Regions from separate parts of the Ovis aries genome. Here region 1 is linked to region 2. The links are chromatin contacts, called in public Hi-C maps. All regions are on one chromosome and are shown on one strand. Each heading gives the region's core, a stretch centred on a gene start, on an enhancer-like site or on the middle of the called end of the contact. The rest is flanking DNA. Distances are from core to core; before and after follow the strand shown.

What was found. Hi-C and Micro-C count contacts between places; a contact is called where the count stands out from the background.
Region 1: a Hi-C map of mixed tissues shows a contact between it and region 2, with 3 times the contacts expected there. The contact joins two enhancer-like sites. A contact is called at or near these places in 2 of 16 Hi-C or Micro-C datasets (liver and mixed tissues).

Annotation. Positions count from the first base shown.
Region 1 is chr7:17,066,639-17,070,563 of ARS-UI_Ramb_v3.0, forward strand. No RefSeq gene overlaps it. Among named protein-coding and RNA genes, the nearest start is that of TLE3, 87 kb to the left of the region's middle. Within about 2 kb of position 2,388, at least 4 of the 54 cell types and tissues checked have an H3K27ac peak or open chromatin away from gene starts, as enhancers often do.
Region 2 is chr7:16,448,440-16,452,300 of ARS-UI_Ramb_v3.0, forward strand. No RefSeq gene overlaps it. Among named protein-coding and RNA genes, the nearest start is that of TRNAF-GAA, 62 kb to the right of the region's middle. Within about 2 kb of position 1,667, at least 5 of the 54 cell types and tissues checked have an H3K27ac peak or open chromatin away from gene starts, as enhancers often do.

The DNA of each region.
Region 1 (3,925 bases), core at 1,138-3,637, 620 kb after region 2:
AAGGCGACTCAGGCCTGATTTTCGCTCTAAGAAGCCCACAGTTCACGTGGGGAGGTGGAAAGGCAGTGACAATGTGAGGGAGTGTAGAGAGGGCTTCTGGAGTTCAGGGCAGTGAGCATCGGGCAGCTTGGAGAGGTGAAGATGGGGAGAGGGGGTGATGGTCCCCACTGTCCTGGCTGGGGGAAGTGGAAAACAAGTGGCTTGCTTGGCATGGTGTCACAGCACAGGGCTTGTATTAGTCAGGATAGGCTGGTGGATGGCGCAGTAACGAATAAGCCCCAATGACCTAACACAAGAATGGGATGTTTCTTGTTTGTGGAACGTCTGCCCTGCCTGGGCTGGACACAGAAGGATGGCTGTGGAGGGGGAGGGGAAAGATTAAGGAAATGTTTGTTTGTGCCCAGTGTGTGTGTGTGGGGGGGCATGCTGGTACAGGAGGCCATCAGGGTGGGGTGAGGGGGCTGCTGAATCTCCTGGCCTCAGCCTGCAGTGACGGCAGTGGTGTGGCCAGGAACTTGGCTGTGAGCTCCCTGGCCGTTTTGAACACCAACCCCTACAGGCTGAGGGGGAAGGATTGTTGCCATGGGAACAGTGTGGGGGGTGGGGACTGATCATGCATAAGCAGACAGTTTCTGAGAGGCAGAGTACTGATTTGCAGGGTTAGAGAGCAGGCGGGGGTGGGGAGTGGGGAGGGGAGAGTCCTCGTATGCAGGCCCTGTCCCTTCTGCTGTCACTCCCCATCTGGCACCTGTCTGGGTCCCTCATCTTCTCCTTGGCTTCCCTCCCGCCTCATGACTGCCAGTCACCATCTCCAGGGTCGACCTCTTTCCTGAGTTCCCCAAACTTCTCTCCCTGCTGGCTCCCTCAGCACCATACACTTCCAGCCAGCCAGACACCCCAGCAAGAAAGGTGGGCCCACAGCACTCCTACCTTTGTAATCTTGCCCCTTCCTGCCCCCAGCCTTGCCATCCGCCACCAATTCTGTCACTTCCACCGTCTACCTGTCTCTGGAGTTTGCTTCCTCCCTTGGACCCTTCTCATCATCGCCTGGGCTCTCTCTCCCCTGGGTCATTGCAGTCCCCTCTGTGCTGGTCTCAGCAGCTGCCCTTTACCCTCCCCACCCCTGCCTCCACCCCTCAATTCTTTGACCCTGAGGCTGGAGTGGTTTATTTTCACGAATCTAGTCGTATGACTTCCCTGCTTCTTGCCCCTCTCCAGCTCCCTACCATGCCACCCAAGGTCCTTCAGGTCCTTCATCCGTGCTTCTTGCTTCTCTCATCTCTAGGCCCTTCAGTCAAATTCCTGGCACAGTCAAGATCTTCCTAATACATCACGATGTATTAGGCATCACGTGGTGCCGAGCCCCATGCATCTGTCTCTAGGGCACGTGCCATCTCTCTCGGGGAGCCGAGCTGGGTCTCACTTGGAGAGCCATCTCCTCACCCCTTAGCACTTCGCGGGAGTACCCACTTTCCAGCCTGCGTTGCAGTGAGTCACACCCACGTTTTCTCTGTCCCATCGACTGCCGGCTCCTCCTCGGAAGCAGGAGCTGTCTCATTCCGAGTCAGCGTCGCGGCCCAGACCCCGCACGGCTTCCTGAGGGAGGGTGTGATGTAGGTGGCCTGGCCTGGGTTCTCTGAGGTTGCTGGAGGGGAAGGGTTTGGGGCAGAGCCCGGGCAGTGCAGCGAATGCGTGTCCTGTGGACACAGAGACCTTCCCATCAGAGGGTGGGGAAGACCCACACAGAGGAGGAGGGCCAGGTGCCGCACGCACGTGGACGCTCACGCCGGCAGTCCAGCTCACAGAGTGGGAGGAGACTGAGCTCCGGAGGTGAGGTGAGGTGGGGTGAGGTGAGGTGAGGTTTGGGAAAGGTGCTTTCTCCCAGTCCCATCCTGGCAGGCAGGGCAGGATTTCAACAGCCATCTTGGGAAATGCTGGCCTCGAGGGCCGCCAGTGTGCCAGAGACATTCCCCCGTGGTGCAGGGACAAGGGGCAGCCAAGACTTCATAGCCCCCAACCCGTCACAGAGTGTTCGGACTGTCCCTGGGGTCTTCTCTGTCCTTTGAGGCCTCGGTCTCTACCCCTCGGCCTGTCACTCGCCTCAGTGGGGAAAGCCATCTTCCTTCCTGGCTTCAGTCCATGCACCTGGAGGCCTGTGTGCTGAGCTGGGTCTGATCCACCTTGCAGCCTTTCCTCCAGGAAAATTCACTGAGCTCACCAGTCTGCCTGGCAGCGCTCCCGGCCAGCGTGCGGGGTCGAGCTGCTGTGCCCGGGGGCTGCGCAGCTCTCCGCACATTTGTGAAGCTGAGCTGGGAGCGGCAGGATGAGTCCTGGAGTGGCGTCAGGGCTCCCGGTCCCAGGCCCTGCTCTGCTGAGGTCCTGGGTAAGCTGCCTCCCTCCTCTGCTTTCAGTTTCCCTGTTGGTAGAGAGAAGGCACTGCACCAGCAGCAGTGTTGAGCAGAGAAGCCCGTTGCAGCCGCAGCCACTGGCACCGGGTTGGTGAGAGCCTGTGGACCTGGTTCCCCAGGCAGGGTCACGAGCTCCATGGGCCTCTGGCCCGGTGGTTGGCACAGCCTCTGTCCCCACCAGTGTCCCACATACAGAGTGGCCTGAACCTCCCCAGGACTGCAGATTACCAGCTCCAGCCCCTAGGGACTGGCCAGGAAAGAAGGATCAAAGGCCATTGGGGCTCCAGAGGCCAACAGCAGAGCAAAGGGTTGAGCCAACTGGCTTGCATTTGCCAACCCAGGCCAGAGGGAGAGGGCAGAGAGCTCTGAGCAACTGGGCCAACCAGAGAGGCCTTGAACTCCAAACGGAGATAGGCCTGGTGCAAGCTGGGCTTCATCATGTGCGTAGTTATATCAACTTGGGTTGGTTGTTGGAGCTCCACCAGGCTCAGATCCCCACCATAAAATGGGGAAGAACAAGACAGGGCTGTTGTGAGCACGAAATGATGGTGCATACTTGGAAGACCTTAGGGCTAGTGTCTGTGCCCAGCACGGGTGGCTGCTCAAGGCACCCACATGCCCTCTTACCCCTGCCTTCTCCAATCTTCATCAAACACATCTGCAGAGCTGGTGCCAACGAGCTGGGTGAGGCTGTACATCAGGTCATCCGCTCAGTCTCCCAGATGCTGGCTGGGTGAGCTGTAGTCCCAGCGCTGCGCTGCACTCAGTCTTGGGGCCTGGTATGGTCCTCGGGGGTCTGGAGTTGTCCCCTCCTTTAGTGTGCTGACAGTATGCTAGAGAAACAGAACCGCACTCACGCCTATTCAGACCATCAGGAAGTACAAATAGTGACCAGTGGAGAATTCTGAACTTGGGGGTCTCACATGAGCCGTAAGCATCAGAAATGCTTCCCAAGATGGCTGTTTACAGGGAACAGGGCTCAGTCTGGAGGGAATGATCAGAGCTGGGAAGAGGTGAGGCTGCTCTTAGCGAGTTGAAGTGAGGGTAGCAGGGCTGGAGGGGACTGGAATGGGACAGACAGACCATGTAGGCAGACTGCTGAAGCCTGAGGATCTTCAGGACATGGTGAGGTGGGTTACGGGCTGTCAGGGTGAGCCTCTGTGGGTGAGCCCTGGGATGATGGGTTCCAGGAGTCTAGCTCTCAGAGATGAGTTTCCCAAATTCAGGCCAGTGGAGGGTGATCTCCTTCTTTCAGTTAGTGGGTGGAAGCCTGATCTTTCAACTTCTGTAAGGATTAGCTGGGATAGGACAAAGCTCCTGGGGGTGGCTGTGGTGACTGTACTGGGAGAGGCTGGGAGGGTGGGCCAGTGACCCAAGGTGGGGGGGCTGCATGCACCTGCATGCTCAGTTGCGACCGACTCTTGCAACCCCACAGATTGTAGCCCACCAGGCTCCTCTGTCCGTGGATTTCCCAGGCAGGAATACTAGAGTGGGTTGCCATTTCCTCCTCCAGCGGA
Region 2 (3,861 bases), core at 417-2,916:
TTTGCCCAGTATTAGGGCTGTTTGCCGAAACACCTACCCCAATCCGAGGGGGCTCAGCTTTCCAAACAGTTGGTCCCCGCATCTGTCAATCAATACGGCCAATCGGGTTCCTGATACGGACGGCAAGTGTGGCCAAGTCCAATATTTGCCCAAATGCCTCCCCCTCCCGCTGCACCTGACTCTCCTTGGTTTGACAAGACGGACATTCGCCAAGAGCACAGGATACTGGGAAAAGGTGATGGCAGCAGACAGGGAACTGATTCCAGGAAAGCAGGGCACGTGAGCAAACATGATAGCTTCTTTATGAGAGGTAATTTACTGCAATACACAGCGATTACCGGCTCATCCAGCCCTGGTGTAATTAAAAGTGGCCAGCTTGGGGCTCTGGTTTCCCCAGCCCTGGCAAAGGAAACTGGGTTTTATCTTATGAAGCTTCAGGTTGGATCCAGGAGTTGACTTGGAGTCATAGGTGATCAGAGGGACATGAGGATATTATCAAGCACAGGAAATCAGCTCCCAAGAAGAACAAAATGATAGCAAGAGAAAATAAATCCTGAGGGAAGGATGAGGGAAGGGATGATCAGGGAGTTTGGGATCACAGGTACATGCTGCTGTATTTAAAGTGGATGACCAACGAGGTCCTACTGTATACCACAGGGAACTCTGCTCAGTGTTATGTGCAGCCTGGATGGGAGGGGAGTTTAGAAGAGAAAGGATACATGTGTATGCATGGCTGAGTCACTATGCTGTGCCCTTGAAACTATCACAACATTGTTAATTGACTATTGTTTCTGCGGCTAAGTTGCTAAGTTGTGTCCAACTCTTTGCCACCCCATAGAGTGTAGCCTTCCAGGTTTGTCTGTCCATGGGATTTCCCAGGCAAAGAATACTGGAGTGGGTTGCCATTTCTTTTTCCAGGGGATCTTCCCAACCCAGGGATCGAACATGCATCTCCTGCTTGGCAGGAGAATTCTATACTCCAATATAAAATAAGAAGTAATAAAAAAGAGAAAACATACCCTTAAAAGAGGGGGCTGTGTAATGGGTACAGGCTTCTCCCGTTTTAGAACTTGCTAAATGTGTGAACACACTAAATACCACTGGAGTGTTCACTTTTTAATGGTTACTTTCATGTTGCGTGACTTTTCACCTCAGTGGAAAAAAGAAAGAGTGAATCCCAACGAGCCCAGCACGTTTACATTTGAGAAGCTCTAATGCCTAACTCAGGCTTTGGCTCAGAGAAAATGCTTAATAACTGTTTATTGAAAGAACAACCTAACATTTGCACAGTCAACAAAGCTCTTTGTATACATGAGCTCACTTTGTCCTTAAAGAGAGAGCCCTGTGAGGTGGGCAGGGGTGAGTGTCCTTGTGTTGTAAAGGGGAAACTGAGGCTTAGAGAGTATGCACAGCTGCTATTGATGGGGCTGGGGCATGAACCCCAAAGTCTCTGGCTTCAAGGTCTGGGCCTGTAAAACTATCCATTGTGTGTACCTCATGGCTTCCAGGGTGGGAGAGAAAGAGTCTTACAAACGTTACCTGCCCCCTTGCTTCTAGGGCATTTATTATAAAAAATACTTAAAAAAACTGGACTGTCCAGTGAAGCTGCTCGTCTTCCCCCATAGTTGCTAGCACAGTGCTTGATAAATATTTGCTGATTCATTCAGCGGCCGAGGCTAACCTCTGGTTGCTGTGGTGACCATCTAGAGCAAAGCACACACAGCTTAGGGTATCAATGACACCAAGGCATTCTGGCTGTAAACAGTCTAGGAGGAGGAGGAGCTGGGGTCTGTGAGGGGTGCCTCCCAGAAGCCTTTACTTGTGCAAGGAGTCCTCCGTACACCGTGAGCAGGGGAGCCTGGTGGCAGTTGGGCCGTCTTGCTGCTGTCATTTGACAATCTAGGTGGGGGCGGTGTGGCTCCTTATTCAAAAATTAAGAATTTCCAGATGGCAACAGCAGAACGTTAAGCCCAGCAGGCGTCCCTCTGAGGACAGGGCCTGAGAGACTGCAGAGATTGCTGGCTGTGCAGTGACCCTGGGGCAGGCACTGTTGGGCCTCCTGGTGGGTATCTCTGCAGGAGCTGTGTGGAGCCAGGAAGTGGTGGGGGCACCTCTTCCCTAGGCATGAATTCCAGTCCTCTTCCGCCCTCATCAGAGCAGCTCCAGATCCCCTGGCTTTCTGTCCTATTTCTGTGACTTGGGACGAGGTGCTTCACTCCTTGGAGCCTTGGTGCCTCACTTAGAGAATGGTACCAGTGCGTTTCTCAGCAAGTTATTGAGGGGTTAAATGAGAGGATGCAACGGAGCCTGGCATAGTGCCAGATACACAGTGCCCCTCTTTCCAGGTCTCGGCATGGCTCACACCAGACTGAGCTAGGCTAAGTTCCCTCTCCACTCCACCAAGGAGAGGAATTGACTTGCAAAAATCTATAAACAAGAACACACACGTGAGTTGTAAAATCCAAGGCTGTCAGAGGCTAAGCGGAGAAGGTGTGAAAGAGACAGGCTACAGGGTAGTGCGTAGGGGAGTGGTGGGGACTGCGGCAAACTGGAGGTTGCAAACCCCATCTAAAGCCACTGAGATGCGAAAGGAAAAGTTCAAACAGAAGGAGGTGGCATGTTAATGAGGCTGTGTGGGAAGTCATTTTGAAAACTTGGAAATACAATAGTAAGTGACTATTAGAACTGGAAAGGTATACATTAGGTTGACATCTAAGCACTTGGGGGGTGGAATTAAAGGGGAGAAGTTAAAATTCCATGAGGTCCCACAAGGTGTCTCATGAATTTGGTTCTGAGCTTCTTGGTGCCAAAGCAGTAAGGGCAACACAATCAGTTTCACGCTTTTCGCTGTTTACGAAGGAAAAATACATAGCAGTTCCTGCTAGCCAGCTCTGAAAGACACCTTGGGGGGCTTTATTTAGGGTACCTTGGTCTGTGCACTCAGGGTGGGCTGAGGGGCACCATCCTCTTCTAGTGCAGGCGATAAGCAGGTACAGAGGAGTTAAAAAAAAAAAACAACAATACATTTGACTGAAATTTGGTCTGCTTTTATTGCCATTGTACACTGGCAATTGTAACCAATCTCCGTGATGAAATTCTCCTCCGTGAAAAATCTTTCCTTGGCCTAAGCTGTAAACAATCGTAGTATGGTGGAGTTTAATAATAATAATCATCCTTCACGTTAGGACAGTTTTATTGCTTGTCCCTTAACAAACATTTTATTGTGCACAGAAGTTAATCTGGAGAACTGGTTATAGAGCTGGCTCCCCAAATGTGGACCCACCCACAGGCTACAGAATGGATTGCTTTCTCTGCGGGTACAGTTTGTACCTCCAGCCTCCTGCGGTATTGCACACGCTTGTGCTTAAGAAGTAGATCGGAAATGAACCAAGATGAGCCAGTGATTGTAAAGATAGAAAAAGGTAACCTGAGTTCTTTAATTCAGCCATTCTAAATGATCGCTGGTTTATTTTTGTTGAAAATTTGAAACAGCACAAGAGTGTGAACTGTGAGGTGTCATATTTTTGTTTCGTAAGTGCATATTTTAGCTCATGCTGGAAATATTTTACTGAGTTTTGATAAGATCTTTTAAACTGAAGCTTATTTTTTAATGATTTTAAAAAGACAGAACAAAATCCAGAAAGTGGATTTATCAATAAACTGTACTTTTTGTTGACATTTTAGCTTTATTAAAATGCTCTTGTCGATTACCGGATAATTGTTTACATAAATTGTTATTATTATGTCAGCGACCAAAGGATTAAAGTTCAAGCTGGTAGGCATGTATAAAACCCACTGTGTAAATAATCATGCCTTTTTGTCTCAGGAATTTGGGGTAACTTGCAATGTCTTGCATTCCTG